Regions from separate parts of the Mus musculus genome. Here region 1 is linked to region 2. Evidence: chromatin contacts called from public HiChIP or PLAC-seq data. All regions are on one chromosome and are shown on one strand. The core of a region is the stretch at or near the end of the contact, and the rest is flanking DNA. Distances in the headings are between cores, read along the strand shown.

What was found. HiChIP or PLAC-seq counts read pairs in DNA pulled down with a chosen protein or histone mark.
Region 1: a FOXA1 HiChIP or PLAC-seq map of pancreatic cancer cells shows a contact between it and region 2. The contact joins two enhancer-like sites. A contact is called at or near these places in 2 of 484 Hi-C or Micro-C datasets (the AML12 cell line and liver) and 1 of 115 datasets of contacts at active chromatin or transcription factors (pancreatic cancer cells).

What each region holds. Positions count from the first base shown.
Region 1 is chr14:46,276,184-46,278,906 of GRCm38.p6, reverse strand. No RefSeq gene overlaps it. Among named protein-coding and RNA genes, the nearest start is that of Gm34499, 56 kb to the right of the region's middle. Within about 2 kb of position 1,291, at least 19 of the 459 cell types and tissues checked have an H3K27ac peak or open chromatin away from gene starts, as enhancers often do. A contact at or near this core is called in liver and pancreatic cancer cells, where this site is marked.
Region 2 is chr14:45,982,243-45,984,942 of GRCm38.p6, reverse strand. No RefSeq gene overlaps it. Among named protein-coding and RNA genes, the nearest start is that of Gm34499, 240 kb to the left of the region's middle. Within about 2 kb of position 1,287, at least 21 of the 459 cell types and tissues checked have an H3K27ac peak or open chromatin away from gene starts, as enhancers often do. A contact at or near this core is called in liver and pancreatic cancer cells, where this site is marked.

The DNA.
Region 1 (2,723 bases), core at 42-2,541, 290 kb before region 2:
GACAGTAGATTTCACAAGAAATCACAAAGATGAATGTGCTTATTCTTGCTTCCATTTCAGTTTTGAGTTTGCCCCCAAATTATTTGCATTGACAAGAAAACCCATATGTATGTCCTTTGAGGAAGGAATGTAAGAATATAGTTTATTGAGGGTGACAGCCTTTTGACCAAAGCATATTAGAAATCTCTGGAGTATAGGATAGGAGAAAGAGGAGGGGGCGAGAGAAAGCACACATGAGCAAATCTATGAATGTTTAGGGAAGTTTTGAGTTATGGTAAGTAAGCTGAGCTGCAGTCAGCAGTATCTGACTATCTGTCCTGTCTCTGAGTGATCAGGGCCGTGTGAGACTGAGAGGTTGGGAAATGTCTCCGAGCCTACTCTTCTTCATGGAAAGTGATGATAGTTACAACACCCCCATGGATACATGACAAAGCAATAACAGCAATGCACTTGCAAAGCCTGTGGCAGAATCAGTGCTCAATCTGTGGTGGCCACTATGTAGGAAGTGGAACAGTGACCGATGGTCATTGGTAGATTTTATGACTTAGACTACCGCCGGAAAGACAACCTTTGGTTCAACTAATCTCTCAGGCCACTGACAAATTTTTCTAGCAAGAGACTGTTCAATTAACTGAGAAGCAAAATTAAACAAGAAAGAAGATTAGCTTGAACAAATAACACATGTCCAGTGAGACCTCAAATATAGCAGTAACCACCATTGCTGCAGCTGGCCCAGGTCTGCCCTAAGGCCACAACTCACAACTTTGTTCAGCGCCGAGGGACAGAGACCTTGAGGAAAATCACTTCTTAGGCAATGAGTGGCATGATTAGTAAGACTCATCGTTCAGCCTTTGTTCTGGGAGCAACAATCAGCAGACTCTGAGTGCTAAAGTCCAATCGCAGCCTCCTAACCAGCTTGGGAATGAGACAGGAAGTTGAGCATTGACCCAAGGAGTGCTGCTTGGGTAAGAAGGACTCTGAGCTTTGCAACCCTCTTTGCAGAACCAAGGAAATCAGAACTTCCATTCTCATTTTATAGGCAGAAAACCCAAGGCACCAGGGGATTAAATAATTTGTATTGGAATGAGATTTTACTAACTCCATAGAAAATTGACCTAAAACTTAAACATGGATAAACCACATCCTTTATTTAAACAATATTTTACAGTCTATGATGAAAGAATACTTCAAGATGGAATTTCCTGATTGCCTGTTCATGAATTAACAGAAGATTGTGCAACTTTCCATTCATTCAGCAAACATTTACTCAGCACATACCGAATGCTAGGTACAGTGACAGGCCCTGGAGATAGAAGCTCTCTTAAGACCAGGGCCTGCCCTCAGGGAAATCAGGAGACACATATATCAGACCAATGTTCTACAAAGCTATACCTTCTGCAGCAGAGAGAGAAATCTGTCCATGTTCCACAAGGAGCCCAGAGAGAAGCTGGGTGTGAAGGGTCACTGTTTTGGTCTGGGTGGGCTTGGCCACAGAGAGAACGCTATGGAACACCGAGAGTTTCGGTTCTTGCCAATGTCAAAGCCACAAAGAGGTAAACACAAGATACCGTGAGTGTTGCATGTTATGAGTGCTTGTGTACAGAGATTGTTACCTTTTGAGCTAAGCATCTGAAAGGGGATCATAATTATTCTCCAAATCTTAGAAGAAGAAAGACGGCTTGGGAGTCACCTACAGTTTAAGTAATAATTTCCCACTGACAGCTGCCATGCCAGTTTCCAGCCTTCCTGAGTGGAGGGCCTGAAATCAATCTGGAGGTTTAGGGTTGGAAGGAGGGTGGAGTGTCAGGCTTTGCCAAAATTAGATACAGCCTTCAGTCTACTTACACACTCTCTGCTTAGGACATTCCCTTAGACTCTCAGTGGCTGTCAACCTTCCAGGTGCTGCAACCCTTTACAGCTCCTTACCTCAACCATAACATTGTTGCTGCTACTTCATAGCTGTTAATTTTGCTACTGTTATGAATTATAATATAAATATTGATATGCAGGGTATCTGATATGTGACTCCCACCTATGACTCCTAGGCAGTGAGTCTTTCTAGACAACTCATTCTCCTCCCTGTAAAATGTTTCATTTTCTCATTGCAATTAGGTTATTTTTATATCATCTGGCTGAAGCTTCTATTAAAATATAGATATCAATTGCTGTCACCCATCTCCAATTTATTTTTTTAATTTATTGTTTATACTTTGGATTTTTGAAACCAAGTCTCATTTTGTAGCCTAGGCTGCCCTGGAACTCACTATGTAGCCTAGGCTGGACTGGAACTCACTATGTAGCCTAGGTTGGACTAGAACTTATCATGAAACCTAGGCTGGCCTAGAACTCATTATGAAGCCTAGGCTGGCCTGAAGCTTACTGTGCAGACTAGGCTGGACTGGAATTCACTATGTAGCCTAGGCTGGACTAGAATTCACTATGTAGCCTAGGCTGGACTGGAATTCACTATGTAGCCTAGGCTGGCCTAGAACTCATTATGAAGCTTAGGCTGGCCTGAAGCTTACTGTGCAGACTAGGCTGGACTGGAATTCACTATGTAGCCTAGGCTGGACTAGAATTCACTATGTAGCCTAGGCTGGACTGGAATTCACTATGTAGCCTAGGCTGGCCTAGAACTCATTATGAAGCCTAGGCTGGCCTGAAGCTTACTGTGCAGACTAGGCTGGACTGGAACTTATAATGTAGCCTAGGTTGGGCTAAAA
Region 2 (2,700 bases), core at 38-2,537:
AGACCCTTTCCTCTGCACGGCCACCCCAAGATGTCTTTACAAGTTTACTACTTTAAAATCCTTTTTATATGCATGGATCAAGCTGGAAGGAGGATAAATGCAAGGTCATGAACTTTCAGAATGCTCCTGCACAACCAGTGTCGACCCGAGAGCTACAGCTGCCACACACTGGGGATCCACTCGCCAGCTGCTATCGAAACTATGATCGCCAGGCTGATGCTATCAGGCAGCGCCCCACAGATAGGATCGACAGGGCATGCGCACACGCTCCTGTCTTTGGGGAGAAAACTAGAAACACCTGGATCGTGTTAGCTCACTTCTGCCCTTCTGCAGCTGGCTTTTATGCTTTTCCTCTCTTAAGGAGTTGACAATCTGGGAAAATCTTGATATTCAGCCAAGAAGACAAGAGCCTTTCATTTTGAGCACAGACATTTCTCTGTGTCCTGGCAAAGCAATAGGGAGAGTGAGATGGAAATTATTCCTTATGGTGTAAAAATAAAAATGTGGACAATTAAAAAAAAAAAAAAAGAAAAAGGTCTTCAGAGAGCACGCAGTGGATGCGGTGCTTGCCATGTGCTGTGACGACCTGGTTCAAGTTTTCAGCACTCACAAAACGTAGGCGCCGTGGCACACTCCGCAGTCCTATGGGGAGACGGGATGAGAAGCAGAGATGGAAGCTTGCAGGCCAGCTAGCCTGGCACGAAGAGAGAAAACCAACAGGAGATCCTGTCTGAAACAAGTTGGGATGTAAGCACTGGCACCCAAGGGTGTCCTCACCTGTCCACCTTCATATATACAAAAGTGCGCATGCATATATAAACACACACACACATATACACTCACACACACACACACATGCACACACACACATACACACTACACGCATACACACACACACATACTCACAGACACACACACACACACACACACACACACTCCTAAACCATCATTTTCAAATAACAAACATTTCTCCTTTTATTCTTCTTCCTCTCTCTTCCTCCACCCCACCCCCACCCAGACCCCTTTGGTCTTTTGAGCCAGTCTCACTACAAAGCCCAGGCTGGTCCTTAATTCACTGATAGACCAGGCTGCCCTCAAACTTGCAGTGATCCTCCTGTCTCTGTCTTACAGGCACGTGTCACGGAGCCTAGCTTATGACTGTATTTCATAATAGCTTTGGTAAGTGGTGCCCAGTAAATTTGAGTGAGCACTGTGCCCTGCCCAGGGCTGTCTGCTGTGTGGGCCCATAGCTGGGCCTCCTCTCCGTGACTCCCCAGCCTCTCTCAATGGAACACTTGAAAGTCTCACTCCAAGCAGAGGGCAGGAGGCCAGGGGTGGAGTGGCCCCGCTTACTCTGTAGTACACTACTTTTTTCTGGTTGAAAAACTTCTGATGTCAAATTAGTCATCAATTTAGGTATTTTTTTCCATGAGCCTGCACCCTGGATTTCTGGATATAACTCATGGATGTGAAATAATCAAAGCAGAGTACGAGCCAGAGTTTCCACAACACAAACAAAGCCAGAAGAGTTTAGAACAAAGTCCACACTAACCAAATACCACTGCCCTACCCAGGCTGGGAGCCGAGAGCAACCACACTGTAAAGCAGAACACGAGGCCCCTGCCCCATGAAGATGAAGAGTCAGAGGGAGTGTGAAGCAAGGACTCTTAGGCTTTTGATGATCAGGAACAGGCCCAGGTTTGTCCCTGGGTTGGTTGTGAACTTCCAGCAGCCATTGTCTTACTCGTTCTTCACCCAGCCACAGAGAGAAGCCAAATCCACTTGCTGCCGCTGTCTGAGCCGCTTGGCCAAACTGTTACAAAATATGCAAAATAGCAAATGTGGGGAGGGAAAGTAGCGTACATACATTCATTTCCCATCGATTCTAGCTCAGTACTGGTGGGCAACTAAAGATGTAGAGCTAGATGTGTCTCTTATTCATAGGTCTTTTGGAGGACTGAGGCTGTAGCTCAGCAGTAGAGCACTTTCCTAGAATGCAGAACGCACTGAGAAAGCAAACGCATTTGTGAAGTTCCTTTCCACACAGGCAATCAGGTGGGCTGTACACTGGATCTACCCAGCAGTGTATTTTAATCATTTTGCCACACTTACAAGTTGCTTTTGATTAGTCAGTGGCCAATTCATGAAGGACAGGCTCCGTGCTGCACCTCATTCTTGCAGTGGTTCAAAAGTTTCCTCTATCACTCCTGACCTTCCATCCTTCAGTTCCACCCAGACTCTAACTCTGACTTGTCTCCTCTGGGCCATTGTGCAGGTGGCCCTTTGACTTTATTGGCAGCATTCCTGGGTGCTGCTTTGAAAACTCTGTCCTGTCTGAGATCCGATGGAGTAGAATCATACTCTGATTTCTCTACCTCAGGGCACCAGTATGGAAGTTTCTTCTACTCCCTCCCCAGTCGTAATATTCAGGACCCAAACTGCAACCCTGGTCTGGGAAAGTCCTGGTTCCTATGGAGATGGGGTGTGGAGTATGAGGCCTGCTGTTACACCATGGTAGAGAGGCTTGCTGCCTTATAAGAGTGTCACCCCACACCATGGGATTAAGCAGAAAGATTACTTTCCCTCCCTGTGATGGTTAGAAGAAATAAAGAGACAACTAGTGAATAATTACAAAATATGCAAAACAGCAAATGTGGGGAGGGAAAGTAGCGTCAGGCAACTGTTGCTTTTTCATTTGTG